Linked DNA regions of Mus musculus: region 2 is linked to region 1. A link is a contact called in public promoter capture Hi-C data. All regions are on one chromosome and are shown on one strand. The core of a region is the stretch at or near the end of the contact, and the rest is flanking DNA. Distances in the headings are between cores, read along the strand shown. Region 1 overlaps Fmo2 (flavin containing monooxygenase 2). Region 2 overlaps Kifap3 (kinesin-associated protein 3).

What was found. Capture Hi-C pulls out chosen DNA fragments and counts their contacts.
Region 2: a contact with region 1 is called in a promoter capture Hi-C map of adipose tissue, with 2.8 times the contacts expected there. The contact joins two enhancer-like sites. A contact is called at or near these places in 3 of 39 promoter capture datasets (the C10 cell line, embryonic stem cells and pre-B cells), 1 of 15 datasets of contacts at CTCF or cohesin (large pre-B cells), 27 of 484 Hi-C or Micro-C datasets (B cells, the C2C12 cell line, CD4 T cells and 21 more), 1 of 115 datasets of contacts at active chromatin or transcription factors (astrocytes) and 5 of 9 other capture datasets (adipose tissue, embryonic tail, embryonic trunk and 2 more).

What each region holds. Positions count from the first base shown.
Region 1 is chr1:162,879,785-162,885,179 of GRCm38.p6, forward strand. Fmo2 (flavin containing monooxygenase 2) reads right to left here. Exons shown (of 9, transcript NM_018881.4): 6 at 2,206-2,405; 7 at 598-953. Among named protein-coding and RNA genes, the nearest start is that of Gm32197, 9.8 kb to the left of the region's middle. Within about 2 kb of position 3,092, at least 7 of the 459 cell types and tissues checked have an H3K27ac peak or open chromatin away from gene starts, as enhancers often do. A contact at or near this core is called in adipose tissue, where this site is marked.
Region 2 is chr1:163,890,626-163,896,020 of GRCm38.p6, forward strand. All of the region lies in intron 19 of Kifap3 (kinesin-associated protein 3), which reads left to right. Among named protein-coding and RNA genes, the nearest start is that of Scyl3, 36 kb to the right of the region's middle. Within about 2 kb of position 3,381, at least 9 of the 459 cell types and tissues checked have an H3K27ac peak or open chromatin away from gene starts, as enhancers often do. A contact at or near this core is called in adipose tissue, where this site is marked.

The DNA of each region.
Region 1 (5,395 bases), core at 1,842-4,341:
TGTCTCTGTTGTCTTTTGTTCAGGAAATCCCTTTTCTGGATCTGCGAAACTCAGACACCAGGAAGTGTTCCCGGACCATGCACGTTCCGACAGGACCAAGCTCCTGTTTCCACAGTATGCATTCGGCCAGCAAAGCACTTGTCATGTTATTAAAATGACTTGTTTAAATTTCTTTCTGGCTCACTAGATCTCAGCACAGGCTAGGTGTCAAATGAGACTTTTCTTGAACAGAATTGAACCCCCCAAAAACAGGAGAAAAATTAGCCTTTCGAGGAAGATGACGTGCTGCACGGGCAAACCTTTGAAAACATTTAAAACCTTGTCCCAGTGAGATGGCTCAGTGGGTAGAGCCATGCTAGAGTGCAGGCAAACTGAGATTTACCTCCGTGCCCCACAAGGTGGCAGCAGAGAGACAACACCCTCATAGGGTAGCTGTCCTTTGGTCTCCCCATGTACTCCTGTTTTTGACACATACACACACACACACACACACACACACACACACACACACACACACACACACACACACACACGAATAAAGTTTTTAAAATTAAAAAAGAAATGTAAAACTTCCGCTGAGTTGAGCATCTCACTCACCTTTGAAAACTCTTGTCGCCCAGCGCGCCTGAAGCTCTACGGTTGGGAAGATGGAGCCTAGAGGCTGGATGAGACCTATGCACGCAAGGGTTGGCTTCTCCAGGTGAGGGGGAAACATGGCTTTGTACAGGGAAACCCTATTATCCTCCACTTTAACAAGTGAGTCTTCCAGGAAAGAAAAAGAGAACGTATACCCCGTGGCAAAGACAATGATATCCACGTCTTCCTCCACCGTGCCATCCTCGAAGACCACAGCTGTCTCCGTGAGCTCCTTCACCCGTGTTTTTACTTTGATGGCTCCGTACAGCAGGCGGCTGGGGAGGTCGTCGTTTAGCACAGGTTCTTTCATAAGGTATCTGAGGCACACAGGAAAGAATGCATTTAGAGGGGTCACTGACAGTTTTAGGGGTAGTGCTGAAAATTCAGGGTTTTATTTTAAATAGCCAGGAAACTCTAACTCAACTAATTTGCCTGCCCCAAACTGTGTTATTGAACTCATTCGAATCTTGACAATCTCAAGTAGATGATAACAGCAAAAATCAACCTAAAGGTGGAAGTCATTCCAGGGGCTTAGATATGATCCCACCCAGCACCTACTGTTAATCTTTGAATTTGCCGGTAATTACTGCCCTTCGGTGCCTCTCTCTCTTTTTATGCTATGTAGTTTTCATTATTTGTAGCTTCATTTAATCTCTACCTGATAGTAAATAAGGGAAAATAGACTACATTAGCAATGAGACCTACTGTGGGGTCAGTGTGAAAATCAATGGATAAAATGAAAGTTGCTGATATTTACTGATCTCAGTATCCATAGGAGCCCTGTTTGTGGTGGGTGGTGGAGCAAAGTCTGATTGTATTTCTGGAATTCTTGGTTTATAAGTTATTTTATTCTCTCTCTCTCTCTCTCTCTCTCTCTCTCTCTCTCTCTCTCTCTCTCTTTCTCTCTCTTCCAAACAAGGCAATACATAACATGGATACTGGATTCATCCACCATTCAGCCTAATGGGGGCATCTATTACAAGACTCTCAATGTCTTCCTATCCTCAGGAGTAGGAGACTGCTAACATTTGAAAAAGGTAAACAAACATCAGCAATGTTTACTTTGATATTAGTAAATATTTGTCTTCTGGCTACATGTTCCTTTGGAAACAGCCTTCAGGGTACATGGGCGTGGCAAGGGTTGACCTATCAGATGGAGAGCTGTCTTTTCCCATCACCTTGCTCTGAGAGGATCACCAACTCTTGAGGAGCCTTGGACAGTCTGAGTGTTAGAAAGCTCTTCCAATCAACCCCAACCCTGAGTTATGGAGCGGTGTCTAAGCCTCTATCCCAACTTCTTAACTCTCTCTCTCTCTCTCTCTCTCTCTCTCTCTGTCTGTCTCTCTCTCTGTCTCTCCCTCTGTGTGTGTATATGTATGTGTGAGTGTTTTGTGTGTTTGTTTTTGACACACAGTAGAAATTTGGAATTAGAACTCCAGGATCGATACAATTATACATACTGTTGGCTTACAGCTCAAACTATCATAGCAAATAGGACCTTTGCAAAGAAAGACCACATCAGGCAACCCTGGCTGTGATGAGTATACCACAAAAACAGAATAACAGTACTTGTTCTGAGGCACCAGACCATAATTTTCATGGTTGAACCATCGATTCATCTGTTGTTCCATCATCCACTTGACGACCGTGCGGGGCAGGACATTTCGGAGCATGGAGCTAAATCTAGTGTGGAACACCATGTCCCAAGGGTAGCCATCTTCAGAGATTCGACTCATGACCCAGGATCCATGTCTGGTGCTGACAAACACCTGGTGAAAAGAAATTTCAACAGCAGGTGAAATTTGACCAGTTGCTATGAAAGGTGTTTGGTGGTGCAGTTGGCTGAATTCTATTTACTGTGTTAATTTGTGTGTAGTGTATGTGTGAAGATGTGTGTGTGTATGTGCACGTGTGTGTGTGTGTGTGTGTGTGTGTGTGTGTGTGTGTAAAAGGACGTCAGAGGTCAACCTTGAGTATCATTTTCATTGTTATCCATCTTGGGTTTTCTTTAGTTTGCCTTGAGAGGATTCTCATTAGGCTAGGCTGGTTGTCCAGTGTCCAGGAAACTGCCTCCATTTGCCTCCCCAGCACAGGAAGCAAGCACCACCAATACTAGTTTATGTGTCTCCCTCCCTCCTCCCCTCCCTCCCTCCTTTCTTTCCTTCTTCCCTCCTTTCCTTCCTCTTAACTCTTTTTCATTGTTTAATAGTCTCATACATTTATATAATAATAACTTTTAGTCATTTCCTTCTCCCATTTTCTTCTCTGGTTCTGGGGGTTAAGCCCAGGTCCCCTGCTTGTGAAGAAACCACTGTATCTACTGAGCTACTGCACCAGCCCCCAGGTTCCATTTTAAAAGTATTTAACGTCAAAGTGAGGTCCTCCTAGTTCTTTCTCTTCTCTTCAGCAGCTGCTATTTGGTAACATGTGCTGATAGAGGAGTGGCCCAAAGCCCGGATAATGTTCTGGAGGCATGACAAAAATCCTTGCACTAATTCTCTTGGTCAGTCTACTTCTCCTGTGTTTACAGTGTGGTCTGTTGTTCCTTCTTTCTTCTCACCGAGTCTACCCAAGAAGATCTGTGGTGAATAATCACAGGTCTTGCAAGCGTGTGCCTACTTTGTAATGGCTGTAGTCAGGCATGCCTGGATCCCACTATTCTGGATGGGGAATAACAAGAGCAATTGCCTCTTTCACGAGCTAAAAAGAACATTATGCATTTTAAAAGTCAAAACCATTGCCTGTGGTTCTATTCCTCTCCAAGTACCCATCATTTTCCTTTAAATCATTTTTATGTTTTGAGATTATATCATTCCCCACTTCCATTTCCTCTCTCCAGTTCCCCCTGAGTACTCTCTGATTCCTCTCTCTTTCAAATTCATGGCTTCTTCCTCATTAATTGTCATTATTGTGTATATTTTTGCATTGAACATTAAATTTTCTCTTGTTTTCAAAATGTACATTTAAAAGTCTTGTCAAAGATTTTTATTTTTGGTTTATTGTTACCCTCCTATGGTCCAAATACATCATTTTAACTTCCCAATTTTTTTGTTTCATTTTTATTAGTTCTGTTAAGATTGTCTTCAATAAGTAAATAAGACTCATTTGCAAGACATCCAATTTTCTTAAGAGGTTTAGGCCATGGACTCTGGGTCCAGACTTCCTAGGTTTGAATCTCAGCCTTACTCCCTATTAGCTGACTTGCCTCGTATGAGTTATTTGGATTGCTCTATGCCCTAGTTTTTTTTTTTTTCCCAGAATGGAGGCAGTTTAGCATCTTTCTTATGACTTTATTGTGCAGGCTAAAAGAAGTTATAGATTGATGTGAAGTACAAGCACACACAAACTCTCATTGTTTTGTAGGTTGGCCTTGGAGCAGGGATTACAGATTTTTCTTTTTTGAGAAAGGACCTCAATCCCACCTACACTTGCGGAGAATCACCTCCTAGAGCATTGCTTTGCTCCTGGTCTGTGTGCGGACATTTGCTTTTGACTTCAATCTGTTCCTGTTGTTGCTCTGATGCAGACTTGACAACATTGAACTAGGTCTTGGACATGCTATTTAAATACTCCATCATTGTCTCTTTCTACTATTTCCTGTTTCTCCTTCTGTAGGGTCAACATGGCATGTTCTATTTTATTTATTCTCCTTCTATAGTGACCGGCTTTGATGCAGAGACGTCTAACCCCTAGGTGACGACTGGAATCCACATGAAGGTCAAGGTTCATTCAGGCTGCCATCTCTCAGTTGCATACTTTCAGCCCCAGATGTGAAGACCTGAGAGCTTACTATTCTATTTTAATTATAGATTTATATAATTAATAACTGCTGAAGAGGGGTTCTATGTAAAAGTTTAATGAATTATAAGGCACAGGTATATAGCAAAAATAGCTTCATGGCATCAAAAAATCAAACATAAAAGTGGTTTTAAAATTTCATATTTGAATCTCTGGGATATCTGCCCAAAGTCCAAATTAGTGACGTGTAAATCACTGAGTACACGGAATGAGTGCCTCTGGATGACTCTTTACTTGGCTAACAGCAAACACTGCTCAGTTCCTTTATTCCTGTCCTATTCCATTCTCTTCCTCCCAACCTTTAGAGCTGTTTCTAGCGTGGAGGAGCTGGGGGCTGATGGTTCCCACCCCTTTCTGCTGTGCTTCACATTTTGCTTGTTACTTCTTTTCTTTTTCTCTTCTTTTCTTTTTTACAGACAGGGTTTTTCTGTGTAGCCCTGACTGTCCTGGAACTCACTCTGTAGACCAGGCTGGCCTTGAACTCAGAAATCCACCTGCCTCTGCCTACCAGATGCTAGGATTAAAGGCGTGCGCCACCACTGCCTGGCTGGTTATTTTTTTTTTTTTTACTTGTTCTGTATGGCAAGGGCTGAAGGCATTGAAAAGCTAAAGGTGACAGTGATATATCATTTATCTAAAAATTTATCTATCTCTCATCTATCTATCTATCTATCATCTATCTATCTATCTATCTATCTATCTATCTATCTATCTATCTATCATCTATTTATCAATCTAGCATCTACTTATCTATCAATCATCTATCACCTATCTATCTACCATCTATCACCTATCATTTATCTCTATCTATCTATCTATCTATCTATCTATCTATCTATCTGAGACAAAGTATCTCATTGGATTAGAGCTTGTCAAGTAGACAGAGTCCTGGCTAACAATCCTGAGGTATCTATATGTGTCTACCTCCCCAACACTGTGTGCTATCACACATGGTTTTAAA
Region 2 (5,395 bases), core at 2,131-4,630, 1.0 Mb after region 1:
CAGTATACCTGGTTGGCGTATTAAGAAATCCCTTGTCTCAATTCATAAAAGCTAACCATCACTAAATACTAAAAAAAAAAAAAAAAAAAAAAAAAAAAACCTTGATTTTTTTTTTTTCTGAAGCATCTGGCATTCTAGTTATAAATATTTAATTAGCCTGTATAATTATTATATAACTAATATGAAAATTCACAGTACAAATGTTTTCTGTAAAATTAAAAATGAAAGTTGATTTGGATATATGATCTTATAACAAAAAATGCTTATATTCTTTATAAACCTAATTGTTCTGCTATTATAATTACTCTTTCTCTTCTGGTTCACAATAAGTACTGTCTTTTACATAGTCCCAATCTAAATACAGCAGAGCGCTACAGATCTTGCCTTACTTCTTTAAATAAGACCTGTTTTCATTTTAATGTAATTCGATGGCTTCAAATAAGTTAAACATTTTGATTAATATTGAATATGTAGTCAGGAGTGTGGGACATTTGTATGACCCCAGCCTTCAGGACTATAAGACAGGAAGGCCCAAGGTCAGCCAGGGTCATATGGTGAGACTCTATCTCAAAGTTTTCCAATATGAGGGTAATTGAATATATAAGTCAGTAAATCTTGAGACCAATTCAACAAAGTTTATCATTTTTAATTATAGTTTATAAAACTATGTAGCTTTATTGAGAGATATACTTAGTGATTTTCATATTTTAAAATTTCCCTATTTTGCTTTTATTTCTGTCAAATTTTAGTGTCTAGAAAAATTCATATAGAACTTCTATATTGAAAACTACTGTGATATATTCTTTTATGAAGTAAATAGGCTACTTAAATATTTTTAGCCTTGAAAATGAACCAAAGGCTTTTTTAAAATCAAAAGAGTAATATACTTACTGTAGTTATTTTGACTTGAGAATTTTTTATCCTTTAAAAAACTTTCCCTGAAATAATATTATCTTTAAGAACTTTATAAGCTTTAAATCCTATAAGCATATCACTTTTTCTTTTTATTTGTAGAAGCATAATTTACTGTTAACTTCTTTGAATTTTGATAGCTAACAAATGAAATGAAAAAGGACACTCAACCACGTCAGGGGAGAAGAGGTTTACAGCAGAGCAGAGGGTCTCTCATAGGCCTTGTGCACCTTCTATTGCAGTCATTATTCTGGAATAATTCTTGTTTTGTTTTGTTTTGTTTTGTTTTGTTTTGTTTTGTTATTTTGAGACAGGGTTTCTCTGTCTGTCCTGGAACTCACTTTGTAGACCAGGCTGGCCTTGAACTCAGAAATCCGCCTGCCTCTACCTCCCTAGTGCTGGGATTAAAGGCGTGCGCCACCACTGCCCAGCTTCTAGAATAATACTTAGTTAAATAAGTTTATTCTTAATTTATTTTTTCGCTTATTCAGATATCTTTAGTTATTTAAGATTCTCTTTTTTTAAGTGATGATTTTTATTCTTTGAGAATCTCATACATACATAAACTGTGTTTTGACTATATCTACCTCCCATTTCTTTCCTACACCTCCTCTGCGATGAAATTCTCCTTTGACAGTAGAAAACCATGGATCTTCAGTTAGGCATATTTATTTTAATTCTGCAAATACTTAAACATATTAAATTGCAATAATTATTCACACATTTTGTTACGATGATCTAGCTGTGTGATGTTCCCAATCTGAAATCTTAAACTACAAGGTAGATCTTAGTTTCTCATATGTAGGAGATAAACTTTAAAACTCATTAAATAATATCAAATCAAAATGCTGATTATGCACAAAAGAAGTTACTTGATATGCACTCACTGATAAGTGGATATTAGCCCAGAAACCTAGAATATCCAAGATACAACTTCCAAAACACAAGAAAATCAAGAAGGAAAACCAACTCGTGGATACTTCATTCCTCCTTAGAATAGGGAATAAAATATCCATGGAAGGAGTTGCAGAGACAAAGTTTAGAGCTAAGACCAAAGGATGAACCATCCAGAGACTGCCCCACCTGGAGGTCCATCCCATAATCAGCCACCAAACGCAGACACTATTGCATACACCAGCAAGATTTTGCTGAAAGGACCCTGATATAGCTGTCTCTTGTGAGGCTTTGCCAGTGCCTGGCAAATACAGAAGTGGATGCTCACAGTCATCTATAGGATGGAACACAGGGCCCCCAATGAAGGAGCTAGAGAAAGTACCCAAGAGCTGAAGGGGTCTGCAACTCTATAGGTGGAACAACAATACGAGCTAATCAGTACCCCCAGAACTTGTATCTCTAGCTGCATATGTAGCAGAAGATGGCCTAGTTGGCCATCATTGGGAAGAGAGGACACTTGGTCTAGCAAACTTTATATGTCCCAGTACAGGGAGGGGGAAAGCCAGGGCCAAGAAGTGAGAGTGAGTGGTTGGGGAGCAGGGTAGGGGGGAGGATATAGGGGACTTTTGGGATAGCATTTGAAATGTAAATGAAGAAAATATCCAATTAAAAAAAGCAAAAAAAATGCTGATTATGAAAATTTCCATTTTATTAACTGACTTTAAATAATATAAGAATATATTTCCATAAATGTTCCATTCACTAACCTGAAATTGTTGTCTTTAACTCTCACCTCTCCTGGTGTTGAAAAGACAAAGAACTTAGGCTGTGGATTTAAAATCTGACAAGCCTGGTTACCCTTAGAGGGAAGAAGTGCTGCCTCTGGAGCCTCTCCCTAAGTCAGGGAAATATCCAGATTACCTACCAACTCTTCCCTGCTTCCTCATCATTGTCTTGAGGACAGCTAAACCTAGCAAAGTTATGTAGGGAAGAATAGTAAAAGATTAATGCGGAAACAGGAGCATTGTCTCATCAACACTATTTGTAGTGATTGGCAGTGGCATGTATGACAGAGCATGAGAAAGTTACAGCAATGGGAAGTGCCACCGCCACTCGACTTCCATGGCTTTCAGGCTTTATTACGGGAACATTTCAATTTGAGTAGCTTCCTGTAAAGCAGTTGATCCCGGGTGCCTGCTAGGTAAAGAATTAATTTTTATGTTTGATAATTAAAAGATATATGAATTAAAATCTGAGAAACTAAGCCAAATTGAAAAAAGTGTTAAGACCTAATCTATATCGTTGCTTTTCCTAAGCTCAAGTCAAAGGTGCTTCGTAGTCTGAGGGTCTGCATTTCTGTAATGTGGTGAGTCAGTTTAATTGGAAACAGTGAAAGCTGTTAAACTCATCTATCTCATTCTACAAGAGAGACCGGACGTTTGATAAAATAGATACTGGCAGTTGGACAGCAAATCCTTGGCTTTAGACACGTGTCACTATTGGTTTGAACCTCTTGGCGCCAGGGTTTCCCGACATTTAGAGCTAATGCAAAATGCATTAGGGCTCCAAGGCATTAGCTCTGAGGTTGCCAATCACAGTGTCAAATGTAAATCTCCCCAGCTCTGAACTGGGGTTGGGAGTGAAGTGGAACTTGGTATTGAAGCTAATTAAAAATAATGGGAGCAAGGCAAGGTTTTTGGTTGTTTTTTTTTTTTTTTAATGTTATGTACTATGTATTCATGCCATATTTTTGGACATTTTTTTATTATAACTCTTACTTTTCAAGACTAACAAGAACCTCATGTTGAGAGTATTCTTAAACTGCTTCCAGCTTTTACAAATCAGTTTTTGTTGCAGTAAAAATGGTCCATTTTCCTTTTATAGGAATCCAATTTTCATAAACTGGAAAAAAAAAACGCAGTCTGCTTCAGTTTCCTTGGGGCTTTGAAAAATATTTTTCAGAGAGCCTGGCGCTCTTTGTTATTGGTAGGATGATGTCATCACTGACCATCTCGCTGAGGTCAGAGTGAAGTGGACTCGCCCATGACCTGTTCCCTGCTTCATACGCCTTCGTTTTCTGTGTGTTAGTTACAACCTCTTGTCTTTTTTCTTAGCGTATTTACTGTTATTTGTTTTGTGCTTGAGCTTATATATTATACATGTATGCCTTTCACTGAAGCCTCCTTATCTTGTGAACCATTAAATAACGGCTGAAGTGTTAGTTTCAGGATCATAATGAAGTAGCAGATTATTTCTCTGAATGAAAGAATCATTTAGACCATAAATTTTAACCATAAATTACACTTCCATATTGACTGTACCTGCCATGGCATGCATGTGGAGATGAGAGGGAAACTGCAGGCATCAGTCCTTTCCTTTCATCATGGACCCCAAGTATTAAATGCGGGTGGTCAGACCTGCTAGGAAGCATCCTTATACTACCAACCACTTAGTTTTTCATGTGTTGTTTTTCCTATCACTAGGATTCTGTGTATACAAGTGAGAGTCACTTCTTTCACTCTAAGGCTGCCCTTATCCCCCATCAAAACCCTAACTTACCAGGTTTAGGACAAGGCCATTATCAAACAATATATAATCTTAAAAATAAAATAACTCATTCAGTGTCCTGTATATTTAATGCACTGCTAAACTTCTATACACTGAGTTCTTGACGTGGTTATATGTGTAGGTCCCCAAAACACCTTAGTTCTGGAGACTTGCAGGCATGTTTAAAAGAACTGCTTATAGGTTTAAATAAAGTTTTTTTTAAAGCCTTGATTAAAAGAAATACAGAAGAGGGGCTGGAGAAATGGCTCAGCAGTTAAGAGCACCACCGCTTCTTTAGAGGACCTGAGATTCAATTCCCAGTACCCACATGTTGCCTCACAAACATCTGTAACTCCAGTTCCAAGGGATTTGATGACCTTTTCTGACCCTGTGAGCAGCAGGCACAAACATGGTATACACAGACCCAGGTAAAACACTCATACATACAAATGAGAAAATAATTTTTAAAGACACAGTTTCTTTATAAATACATATGTATGTATATTGAGAATATAACAGCAAGGTTGAATAGCAGTATAGCATCCCATTACTTTAAAAATTGCTTTGTTTTATAATGATGCTTCTACCGGAAAATATGTAGATCTATGCAAACTTTTATAATATATTGAAAATTAATTATGAATATTAAGTTATCGAAGGGATTTTTTAGCTTATGTAAAAACATCTCAAACACAGTAGTAAATGCTGTCCAGGTCTAAATCAGAGGAATAATTAAGCTCTTTCTAGTTTTGTCAGGATTGATGGAGTGGAAATATGTCGCAGAATTTCCTGAAATTAATAAAATCATTCATAAGCTATATAACAAAGGAAATCATGCCTAAAACAGTGCAGTGATCACTCTCCCTGTAAACTTGTAGGATGCAGAAACCTGCTGAGCATGAATGGCAGGAGCTCTAAGATGTCCGTGGTGGGGAAACTCACATAAAGGTTGTTTTCATTAGGAGACTTGCTATGTGAAAGGATCCTTATGAGAAATTTTATTATACTTTCTGGATATTACCAATTGCATTTCTCAAAGTAA